Linked DNA regions of Ovis aries: region 2 is linked to region 1. A link is a contact called in public Hi-C data. All regions are on one chromosome and are shown on one strand. Each heading gives the region's core, a stretch centred on a gene start, on an enhancer-like site or on the middle of the called end of the contact. The rest is flanking DNA. Distances are from core to core; before and after follow the strand shown.

Region 1 (6,148 bases), core at 4-2,503:
CTCTTGGTTCAGAAGTTCAGAGAGTTGCTGGGTTGCTGAATACATCAAAGTGCTGGGAGGATCACATGGCCCGCAATGGCTTGGGAATACTGCAGCCCTCCCGCCATTCCTTGCCCTACGCATCTCTTTTATTTGGCTGTTAGTGAGTTGCATCCTTTACAGTAAATCAGTACATGTAAGTGAAGTGTTTTCTTGAGTTCTGTGAGCACTTCCAGCAAATTAGTGAACCTGAGAGGGTTTTGTGGAAACTGGTGAACTTGTAGTTGACCAGGCAGAAGTGTAGGTGGTCTGGGCACCACATTTGCAACTGGATCTGAGATGGGACAGCCTTGTGGGACTAAGCCCTTTAACTTGTGGCATCTGATGCTAACTCCCCAGGTAGATAGTGTCAGAACCAGATTGAATTACTGGATGCCCAGTTGACGTTGGAGAATTGGAGAAGCATGATATCATAAAGTATTACACAACACACAAGGCTGAAGGAAAAACTGTAAAAATAACAGCTGAATAAAAAGTGTGGGTGTTTTGTACAGAGATGGGAGTGTGCATTGTCAATGGGGCTCAGGCGGAGGAGAGTTTTGAGATCTGTGGAAAGCAACTGGAACTCCCCCGGTAGGCAATTTGTAGGGTGAGGATGGGCCATGACCAAAACTCGGTTTGGAGAGAGTGACTGGTAACATGATGGCAAATGTGTCTCTCGTTGGCAATGTGAGCTTCTCCAAGGCACTACATCTCTCAAACTCATTGTCAGTGACAGTAAAATAGAGATAGTCTCAACCCACCATGGATGGTTTAATGAACTGACGTTTGTGAAAACGTCTTACAAACTGAAGTTATACAAGTATTTTGATTTCATTTCCGTGAACATATATGGATCAGTAAACACCTTAATTCAGCCTTGCACTTGGGCCCTGGGAGCTCATCCCTGGATTAAGTGGCAATTGAAAGGAAGAATGGGCCAGAAGCTTCTGCCAAATACGACTACCAGATGGTGGCACCTGAGCTCAGCCTGGCTTGCGTACTTCCATTTGCCCTACCGTCCCCTCCATGTTTGCTGCTGGTGGATCCTGCTGCTTTTTTCCCAGTTCTCAAAGGCTCTTTTCTCCAGATTTAACATATGGTTGGAATTTGTCAAGCAGCCTTTGTGAGCTGGCAAGGCTGTGGGCTTGCCTCCAGCTTCCTGCTTTTTAAGTGAGTGGCTTTCATGGCAGCCCCAGACACTAGAAGACGACACGTGTTACTCTGACACAGGCTGTGGGGCCCATTCACCACTTCCTGCCCACATCAGCAGCTGCTCTTTATCTGAGCAGTGTGCTTCCACTGGCCCTGGAGAGAAAAACTGTGTCACACAAGTACCTCTGGGACCTCCTGCTGCCTCCTCAGGTCAATGGCTTGAGTCCAAAGCCTGTGGGTTTGGTTTCAAGTCCGCCCCGGAGAGTTCATGCCAGGGCCCTGTTTGGGGTGACTCCTTGCGAGAGGGTGGTGCCTCCACTTGACTGCAGTGGGGAGCACTTGTGAGCCTGCCCATCTTAGGTTCTTCACCCACCGGCATGTGATGTATGGTGCTGGAAGCTAGAACCCTAGGACAGCCCTGCACCCTCCCATTTGCCCTCCTGACCCCCCTATTTGGCTGCAGCAGACATAAACCCGCTTGCACGCTTTGGTGCAGATGGAGTGGGCCAAGTAAAAGATTCGGCCCATGCGGTTCCCACTTCCCTCTTGTCCTCACTTTTTTGACACAGCCATGGGTAAAGAAACATTTCATTAACATTTCTTAGTACTCAATGCCAAAAGAATGGTGCAAGGACACTGGGAAGTGTGGTGTGACAAGCTCTAGGGGTGAAGGACTGCAGTGAGCTGGATCAGGAACATCATGTGATCTGGACCTGCCACGTGGAAATGAGGACCCAGATTACCAAGCTTCAGTGTTTTTCAAGAGAAGTTGGGCATCTAGATTTTAATGTAGCATCTTCAATTTAAAAATACTGGCAACCAATTCAAGTTTATAAAACAAGACTAGGTAGACTGGTTATAGCCTGGGGCTTAGTAGTTCGTGCCTGTGCACCAAAAGAGTGGTCTACTTTGCTCCACAATAGGCTTCTACGGTTCACCAAGGCCAAGACAGGCCCTGGCAAGAGAGGGAGGGTGGAGGAGCTGGTGAGAGCAAGCACTTGGTCCTGGTCTGGGTGGGCCCCGTGCTCTCCTGGAGCCCAGCTCAGCTCAGCTTGCTGTTTCCTCTGGTCAGTGGCTCTGCCTGACTCCTTCTTACTCCCAGGGAGGGAAAGCCTTCATGATTCATGAGCTGATGCAGAGCAGGAAAGCGCTCACATTATCTCACCTCTCTGCTCACAGACCCTGGGGTCAACTCTCTTGAGCCTTGGCACCCAGGACCAGAATGGCAGTTCCTTTCTAGGGTCTAAAATAAGCCCTTCTCCTCCTCTCCCTCCAAATGGCACCTCCCAATTCCTGGTGGCTCAGACAGTAAAGCATATTCCTATAAGATGCGAGACCCAGGTTTGATCCCTGGGTTGGGAAGATTCCTGGAGGAAATGACAACCCACTCCAGTATTCTTACCTGGAAAATCCCATGGACAGAGGACAGAGAGGGCTACAGTCCATGGGGTCCCAAAGAGTTGGACATGACTGAGCAACTAACACTTTCAAAAATCCTGGAGCCTGGAGTCTAGACTGTGAGCCGCAAAGATGCCCTCCACCTGTTGTAATGATGCTCCACATCCTGGCTCAGACAGTGTGCTGGCCTTCATTGGGGGCAGGGGGTAGTTAGAGGGGTCCAAGTAGGGGGTAAAAACTTCCAGAATCAACACCCAGAACCATATTTTATTCATCTGACCAGCACAGAATAGGTCTAGTAAAGAGCACTGGACCAATAATGTGCCATCTTATTGCAGATGTTAAAAATGCTCACAGCATCACCCTGCAACAGCGGCATGTTCACCTCTTCCTGAAATATCTCTGTTCCCTGACAGTGGATGCCCACTGAGAGGCTAGAAATTCACAGCAAGAATTTCCTGCCAGCCTGTAGCTGCTGCCCCAGCCCCTCCCGCCCCGCCTGAAGCCCACACACACCTGCAGACACCAGCTGGCAGACTCTCAACACAGTGCAAGCTGCCTGTCCAGGTCAAGGTTGACCCACAGCATGCTGCCCTCAAGTGGGTACAGGGGTGCCAAGTCCGGAGCAAGGATCCCTGTGCTCTGTTCGCACCCTCGTTCTACACTGACAGGGGTGACACATCAACTTTTGACTGCAATTCCCAGAAAGCTTGGGCCCCTGCCTGTCTCGGTGCAGAGTCCCAGCCCATGACCCCTCTGCTCTCTCTCATGACATCACACTCAGGCCTTCCTGGAAAACCGTTTTAATCAGTGTACACAGGCAGCGAAGAGGGAGTGCAGAAGCTGAACTGGCTGGGCTGTCTTCAGGATGCCAGGTCTCCCTCCTGGCTCTAAGCAGAATTAGCAGCAATTCTAAGAGGCCCCCAGGCCTCCAACAGCAAAGCCAGAGAAAAGTCACCCCCAGAAAGCCAGTAGGAGAGGCCGCAGGCTGAGAGCATGGTGGATGAGGGGTGTATGGACTCATCCAGAGCTCTCAGAGGCTCCATCCAGCAAGGCCTCTGGCTGGGGCTATATTTAAGGCTGGGTCAGACAGATGGGAGCCGCAGAGAGATGAAAGGTCTGGCTGGTGAGCCCCAGGGGAAGGACAAAGGCACTGGAGCAGATGCAGCCATGGACAATGGCCAGCTCAGGCAGGGCCCTTACAATGCCCACAGCAAACAAGGCCATCCACGCAGCTCAGGGGCCTTGGCCACTTCAGGGCCCCTGTCTCAGCCGAGCGCAAAGGCATCTTCCCAGCTAGAAATCAGAGCCAAAGCACCAGGCCTGTCTCACAGAAGCCTGTAGATGTGAGGCTGGGTCAGCAGGGGGACCAGGCCATCCCAGCTTAGTGGCAATTCTGACAGCTGGGGTGGCACGGAATCCCATTCACCCGGCAGCGGCAGCCCCCGCTGGTGTCTCCCGGGCCCTAGGGGATGAGGGGGGAGAAGAGAGAAGGTCAGGGCAGAGAAGAGAGCAGTGCCCCTCCCCCGCCCCAGGCACCCCATCACACCCATGAAGCGCACTCGCCCACCCTGGGTCTTGGCCTGGGCACATTCTGCTGCTAAGAATGACCCTCATAGCCTCAGCTACCAGATGGAGGCAGTTCTCAAGGCTTTTCTGGTCTCTGGTAGCACCCTCAATTATGTGGTCTCTATCTACCCAACCTGAGACCCAGAGCCGCAAAGGACCTAATGAATTTTTGCATATTTGGAGGGGGTCAGCGTGCTGGTGGCAGGAGGGAGCACTCCTTCCACCTCTACCAGTCTCACTGCCTGCCTGGACATGAACAACACCAGCCCCAACTCCAAGAACACTCCTCACGATGACAGATACCACTGCTCTCGCATGTTTTCCATTTGATTCTGACAGGAAGCCTGAGATGGGCTCTGCTATCATCTCCATTTTACAGAAGAAACTGAGGCTCAGAGAAGGGAGTAACAGCATAACCACACGGTCAGTGTGCGCCAGAGCCAGGGACCCACTCCTCCACTTCAGACTCCCACATGCACCCTCTAGGGCAGTGGTGGGCAAATATTTCTGTAAAAGATCAGACAGTTATCTGAGGCTTTGCCAGCCAGACGGGCTCTGTCCTTGTAGCACAAAAGCAGCCACAGACTGTATGCCAATGAATGTGCGGGGCTCCCACAAAACTGTACTTATGGACACTAAACTTCGGGTTTCATATAATTTTTACATGTCACAAAATATGCTCCTTTTAATACGTTCAACCATTTTAAAAATTGTATTTCTTTTATTATTCTCATTTAATCAAGAATATATGCACAATTAGTTTGGGGAAAAGTTAAAACCCAGGCTTTCTAGCTTCAAGCCTCCCTCTTTTTTTAGAAATTAATTTATTTTTAATTGAAGGATAATTGCTTTACAGTATTGTGTTGGTTTCTGCCAAACATCAACATGAATCAGCCATAGGTATTGATATGTTCAACCATTTTAAAAAATGCAAAAAGCTTTCTTAGTTCACAAACTTCAAAAATGCAGGCGCTGGGGTTAGACTTGGCCCATGGGCTGACTTGTCCGAACTCTACTCTCGGGCACCCTTCCCCAGTACTCCTGAGCCCTCTGCTCTCAGGGCACTCACCCCGGGGCCCCAGCGGGGGCCCTTGGTGACCCAGCAGATCTCAGTGCGGCAGACAGTGCACCGGATCCAGTCGCAGCCGTCCTTCTTCTGCACCACGATCTGGCACTGTGGGCAATGCATGGCCTCACCCTGCTGCAGCATGGTCTGGAGCAGAGAAGGTGCTGACCTCAGAGCCAGCCCGCTCCCTGGCCCTCGCCCCACTGCAGAGAGAAATCAGCCACCCTCTAGAGTCTCAGACTCACTCTCCCATGCTGCTCTACGCAGGCCTAGCTGCATGCAGCCTCCTCTCCTGTGTCTGCAGTCTCCTCCCTTCACCCTGACACTCCCTGCTGCCTGCCACCTGACCACGTGTCCTGAGTCCTGTCTCTGGACGGGAGAAATGCCAGCAGGCACTCAGAACCTCCAGGGCTGCATGAACCACAGCCCTGACTAAGAAGCCCCCATTGCTCCCCAAACTCAGATCCTCGGCCTTCAGCCCTGACCCAGTCTCACTCTCAGCATCTCCGTCGTCTGCCGGGCAGCCATATCGTTCTGAGCTCGCAGGGCCAGGTCATCTTGATACTCCTTGCAGTTCATCTGCTCATGGATGGCCTGGAGCGGATGAGGCGCTCAAGATGAGAAAGTTCCCAGAAAGTTAGGGCCAAAGCAGCCATCTGCACAAGCACTTAATGCCTAGATGGTGTCAGTGACAGAGCCTTCCTTTGTAAACTACATACCCATTTTATAGAAGAGGACACTGAGGCCAGGGTGGTGAAGCAAGGGTCATCACATATGATAATAATCATATATACCTATTTAAGTCCTGAGAGGCACAGAAATCCCTAAAGCACCTCTCCCCCAGGGCATAGCCCCTTGTCCCCAGCTGAGTTCTGCCCTGGTTGCTGGGGTAATGTTCTAAGAGTGAGCTTACTGGACTGTGACCAGGCTCGGCCCTGTCTA
Region 2 (6,302 bases), core at 1,897-4,396, 76 kb after region 1:
TGCTGGATCGAACTTTGCCTGAAGACACTCAACCTCTGGTCTCTTCTATAAAATAAGTAATATTTCCCCTTTATTCTTGAAACTCATTTGAGTTGGCTTTCCTGTTGCCTGAACATGCAAGATTCTAACTTGCTACACAGTCCCTTTCCTTTCCATTCACTGGTCCCACCTCCTCCCTGAAACCACAGGACATCACGAGTTGCTCCTCTTCCCATCTTACCTTCCAGCACAGTGTGGGCCAAGACTGGTGAGGGCACAGTACGGGAGGCCCCTCAGGGTCATCGCTGAGGGTGGTACCTGCACAGTCCTCGTAGAAGAGGTGTAGATAGGAGCGGACCCCATACCATTTGCCATCTTCCACATTAGGGCCTCGGCTGCAGCTGCAGGGACGGTCACAGCTCGGCATCCTGGGTCCCTGTGGGGTGGGCCAGGTGCAGTGGACAGAGGGAGGGGTCAGTGAGGGCTGCCCATGGAGACTCTCCAAGGACCCCTGAGAGGTCATGCTCCTTTTACCTCTCCACACATTATAGGCACCTCACACTCAGCAGAGCCTGCCCTTCGGGAATGCTGGCCTGTCTTTCCCTGAGTATAGTGAGAATGAGCCAAGTCCGTGCATGTTTAGCCCATAGCCCGGCAATTTGTTGGTGGCAATAAATGTACATGTTAACTCTGGAGGTAGCCCAGGCTGGGACTGTGGGTTCTGGAGCCTGACTGGCTAGTTTGGAATCCAGGATCCACCACATCCTTGCTGTGTGACGTCCAACAAGTGTTTTCACCTCTCTGAGTCTCAGTTTCCTCAGCTGTAAAACAGAGCTGATCATATACCTGCTTCATACAGTCACTGTGTCCAGTGCCAAGAAATGATAGCTTCTGTGATTATCACTCTGATGTCTTTGTTGTTTCATCCTGAACGTCTCGAGTCCCATGTCTAGAGTGAGAGCTCCTCATCTCCATTTCTTCTCCAAATGTCTTCCCCTTAATTTCCTCGCCTTTCAAGGTATTCTGGGGGTTAACTGCCATGGCTGCCACTTGTCCCACAGGGGACAGCTCCCCGAACTGCAAGGTCCTCAAAAATCCCTCCCCAGGGCTGCCCTTTCAGAAGGCAAAAATCTCTAAGTCCCAAGACATCTTGACTCCACAGAAGGTGACAATCGGAGGCCTTCAGGCTACAGGGTTGAGGTTCAAGATCAGATTTCTATAGACACCTTTCTAAGGACCTTGCTTCTCACAAGTGGAGACACTGAGGCCTAGGGAATGGAGGGTATCCTTAGGACTAAAAGCAAAGGGGCTGTGAGATGCTGGGAGGGACTGGGCTCCCCTCCACCCCATGATGGCTCAAAGGCCCTCTGAACGCCTTCAAACAAAATGAAGTAATGTGCTCACACTGAAGGATAAAACAAATTTCTAGCCCCCTCTCATTTCTAAACTGTGGCCCTCAAATCCTTGTGTAGAGAGACTCACCAGCACACAAACAGATACCACAGTAACACACATACACACATACACCAGAGACATACACAGATAGATGCACACACACACCCCCCCCAACACAAACACACAAACACCACAGAGACATACAGACAGCCACACGTAGACCACGTAGAGACACGCAGCACAAAGAGACACACCACACAAACCCATATACACAGACACATACACACAGCGCGTATTGGAGGTAATCCTATGGATCCACACCGGCACACAGGTGCGGCTTAAAAACTCGCCCATAAATCGTAGCTCTCCACAACTCTCACCCAAAGCGCACGAGGGGAACGGAAAAAGTGTAAAAGACATCGCCCCGCCCTCTCTTCCGCAATTGACAGACAATGGGGAAAGGGCAAGACCAAAAGCGAAAGACGGAGAAAGAAGACCGACCGAAGTCGGTGAAGAGAGCCTGCGGCGCGGGGGCGGGGGCGGGGCAGGGGGCGGGGGGGCGGGGGTGGGCGGGGGCGGGGGCGGGGGCAGGGGCGGGGGCGGGGCAGGGGCGGGGGGGCGGGGCAGGGGCGGGGGGGGGGGGGGGGGGGGGGGGGGGGGGGGGGGGGGGGGGGGGGGGGGGGGGGGGCAGAGGCGGGACTCTACAGAAGGGTTGGCCAGAGCGGGGCCCGCCCAGGGGAGGAGGCCGGGGTGGGTGAGAAGACAACCACCACTGATGGATGGTCCTAGGGGAGGGGACAGGGAGGGGCGCGGGGGTTCGTCCGCCTGGGTTAGCTCCTCCCTTGCATCTCAATGTCCCTTTTCTCCAAACCCACACGATCACCTGATCCCACTGGCGTCGGAGCAGGAAGGTGACCTTGACGCTGACCCCGCGCTCGTCGACCTGGCCCCTCCCTTTCCTTTTAGGGTTGCCAGGAGGCGGACAGGCGGTGTGGGGAAGGGAGGGAGAGGATGCTGACGACCCCGGACCTAGGTTGCCATAGGAACCGCCAGGGAGCTGTCCTTAGGCAGGAAGCGGGAGGAGCTCCGGGAAGAGGAGGGGGCTCCTGGGTTCGGGGGATGGAGGCTGCGGCCAGGAGGTGAGCGATGACAGGCGCAAGGGCCAGAAGATGGATGGAGTCTCTCGCCTTAATGGGGTCTCAGTTCTCCTTCCCAGACCCCCAGACCCTCTCACTCCAGCATCCAATGTCTCTCTGGCCAGAAGGTGCCGGGGAGGGGGTGGTCGGAGGCCCAGGAAAGCAGGCCAACTCCTCCCGCCCCCTAACTCACACTGTTTCAGACCCGACCACAGGTTCCCTGGTCGAGATTAAGCGCATCCTTTTCCCTAGAGGGAAACTGAGGCAGAGAGGGGTGGGGATGAGTTTTCCGCAGAGAGGTGGGTGGGGTCTTGTCCTGGAGGCCTCCGCCCAGCCTATCGACCCTGAAGGGTCTCGGAGCGTGGGGGCTGGTGCGGGGTGGCTGGTGAGACCTCTGACCCCTGCTCCTTCCCTGGGACCCCACCTCCCAAAGCCCGAGGCACACCAGGGCTGGGGCACCGCCGTTCTGCCAGAGGAGGGACACGGCCAAACTGGGGATGCGGCAGGGATGGGGGGCTCTCCGGGTCTTGGGAGGAGGAGGGGCGGGGGTCGGGCCGCGCGTGGAGCGGGGCTGAGCTCACCTCTTGGTCCGCGGTCTCTGCTGAGCGCGAGCACAAGCAGAGCAGAAGCTGGTTGTGTTGGCGCCTGCGCCGCAGTCGGGGGGCGGGGGGTGACACGGGGGTGGCGGGGGCGCCAGCCCGCCCCGAGGGCTGGCTCTGCAGATTGCGGACCCCTGCAGGGCTGTGAGCCCCTCTCCCCTTCCAAGAAGTGCCTTCTCCCTCTGAGACCCCAGACCCCTCGCGGGGACCCCACCACCTCCCTGGACCCGACTCCCTCATGCAGTCCCTCAAACTCCTCCCCTGACTGCTCCATCAATCTCTCAGCCCTCTGACTGAAGACCCTTGACTCTGCTGAACCTTCACTTCCTCACTTGGAGAAAAGGAAATCAACCCTGAATATTCATTAGAAGGACTAATGCTGAAGCTGGAGCTCCAATACTTTGGCCACCTGATGTGAGGAGCTGACTCTAGAAAACACCCTGATGCTGGAAAGATTGAAGGCAGGAGAAGGGGACAAGAGAGGATGAGGTGGTTGGATGGCATCACCGGCTCAATGGACATGAGTTTGAGCAAACTCCAGGAGATGGTGAAGGACAGGGAAGCTTGGCACACTGCAGTCCATGCAAAGAGCTGGACACCACTGAGCAACTGAACACCATCATTTCCTCACTGCATCCTTGGTTCCCTCTGGGCCTCCATCTCCCTCAGGGACCCCTCACTCCCTCCTCTCCTGGCCACAGCCCCATCCTCTTCACAGACTCCCTGCTCTCTCTTCCAGCCCCCACCCATGGTTGAGCCCCACCTTTCTCCCCCTGGGTTCCTACTAAGAAGTGCCCTCCTGATTGCATCAGAATCCCCTTGTCTGACTAAAGTCCTCACCCTCTCACCGAGTCCCCCATCTTTTGTCCATTCTCTCCCTCTGTGAGTCCCTACCCCTTGCTGAGGATGGGCGCCACTTAGCTTCAGAAGGGAGCTGGTGTGGGAGAGGAGGTGTTGGGGGAGACAAGTTCTTTCTCTTCTGGAAGGATCCTCCCTTGCTCTCTCTCCCAGCATACCCCTAGCTCCATCCTGGGGAGTGTGTGTCTTCCCGCCCATCTCCCTGGAGAGCCAGCCCTTGCCAGGCAGCCTCATTCCTTGTCATGTGTCCACCCACAGCCTGGGCTTTGTCCCACTTTTACTGTATGGTCTTGGCAAAGTCACCACGCCTCTCCAAGCTTCTTCAGGCACCACTGCACACATGTGCTTTCATGCCCTGAGTGTCCAGTCTGTCTTTCCTTGGGTTGGAAGTGGGGGACACAGGGATGCATGAACTCTGCAAAGTGAAGACACTTCCTCTTCACTCACTATTGTATCCCCGAGCCTCACATGGCACTTGGCATTGAACTGGGAGCTCAGTAGACACGTATTGAACACAGACTAATAGTAGCAAATATACGATGCTCCGGGAGTGCAAAGGGTTTCTTTAAGTGCTTTGTATGCCCTGCTTACACACTTTTAATTGCATATGTGTGTGTGAGAGAGGGAGAGAGGAAGAGGAATTCCTGGAAGTCAAGACTGAAGCCCTCCTCTGTGACAGGAGATGAAGCTGGAGAGGCAGGCAGACCTGAGATCCTTCAAGGCCTCACAAGCCAAGGTAAGGAATTTGGCTTTCAACCCAAGAGTAGTAGGGAGCCATGGAAAGGTTGTAAAGAGGCAAGGGATGTGCTCTGATCTGCACTCTGAAAAGATCTGTCTGGCTGCCAATCCCTTGGAAGAACAGGATAGAAAGCTCAAGCATGGTAACAAGTCAGTCAGTCAGTTCAGTCGCTCAGTTGTGTCTGACTCTTTGTGACCCCATGAATCGCAGCACGCCAGGCCTCTCTGTCCATCACCAACCCCCGGAGTTCACTCAGACTCACATCCATCGAGTCAGTGATGCCATGCAGCCATCTCATCCTCTGTCATCCCCTTCTCCTGCCCCCAATCCTTCCCAGCATCATGGTCTTTTCCAATGAGTCAACTCTTCGCATGAAGTGGCCAAAGTATTGGAGTTTCAGTGCCAGCATCAGTCTTTCCAATGAATATTAAGTACTGATCTCCTTTAGGATGGACTGGTTGGATCTCCTTGTAGTCCAAAGGACTATCAAGAGTCTTCTCCAACACCACAGTTCAAAAGCATCAATTCTTTGGCGCTCTGCCTTCTTCACAGTCCAACTCTCACATCCATACATGACCACTGGAAAAACCAAAGCCTTGACTAGACGGACCTTTGCTGGCAAAGTAATATCTCTGCTTTTTAATATGCTATCTAGGTTGGTCATAACTATCCTTCTAAGGAGTAAGCGTCTTTTAATTTCATGGCTGCAGTCACCATCTGCAATGATTTTGGAGCCCCCCAAAATAAAGTCTGACACTGTTTCCACTGTTTCCCCATCTATTTGTCATGAAGTGATGGGACCGGATGCCATGATCTTAGTTATCTGAATGTTGAGCTTTAAGCCAACTTTTTCACTCTCCTCTTTCACTTTCATTAAGAGGCTTTTAGTTCCTCTTCACTTTCTACCATAAAGGTGTTGTCATCTGCATATCTGAGGTTATTGCTATTTCTCCCAGCAATCTTGATGCCAGCTTGTGTTTCTTCCAGCCCAGCGTTTCTCATGATGTACTCTGCATAGAAGTTAAATAAGCAGGGTGACAGTATACAACCTTAATGTACTCCTTTTCAAGCTATTTGAAACCAGTCTGTTGTTCCATGTCTAGTTCTAACTGTTGCTTCCTGACCTGCATATAAGTTTCCCAAGAGGTGGTCTGGTATTCCCATCTCTTTCAGAATTTTCCACAGTTTATTATGATCCACACAGTCAAAGGCTTTGGCATAGTCAATAAAGCAGAAATAGATGTTTTTCTGGAACTTTCTTGCTTTTTCCATGATCCAGTGGATGTTGGCAATTTGATCTCTGGTTCCTACGCTTTTTCTAAAACCAGCTTGAACATCTGGAAGTTCACAATTCATGTATTACTGAAGCCTGGCTTGGAGGATTTTGAGTATTGCTTTACTAGTGTGTGAGATGAGTGCAATTGTGCAGTAGTTTGAGCATTCTTTGGAATTGCCTTTCTTTGGAATTGGAATGAAAACTGACCTTTTCCAGTCCTGTTGCCACTGCTGAGTTTTCTGAAGTTGCTGGCATATTGAGTGCAGCACTTTCACAGCATCATCTTTCAGGATTTGGAATAGCTCAACTGGAATTCCATC

Evidence for each region. A called contact is a pair of places that touch in the nucleus more often than the background predicts.
Region 2: a Hi-C map of blood shows a contact between it and region 1, with 2.4 times the contacts expected there. The contact joins the promoter of NRSN2 here to the enhancer-like site in region 1. A contact is called at or near these places in 6 of 16 Hi-C or Micro-C datasets (blood, liver, mixed tissues and 2 more).

What each region holds. Positions count from the first base shown.
Region 1 is chr13:60,265,043-60,271,190 of ARS-UI_Ramb_v3.0, forward strand. RBCK1 (RANBP2-type and C3HC4-type zinc finger containing 1) reads right to left here. Exons shown (of 12, transcript XM_060397006.1): 10 at 5,692-5,800; 11 at 5,210-5,409; 12 at 3,359-4,036. The coding sequence ends at 3,956. Among named protein-coding and RNA genes, the nearest start is that of RBCK1, 18 kb to the right of the region's middle. Within about 2 kb of position 1,254, at least 12 of the 54 cell types and tissues checked have an H3K27ac peak or open chromatin away from gene starts, as enhancers often do. A contact at or near this core is called in liver, where this site is marked.
Region 2 is chr13:60,339,083-60,345,384 of ARS-UI_Ramb_v3.0, forward strand. It overlaps NRSN2 (neurensin 2), which reads right to left and starts at 3,147. Exons shown (of 3, transcript XM_004014464.5): 1 at 3,092-3,147; 2 at 221-415. The coding sequence starts at 406.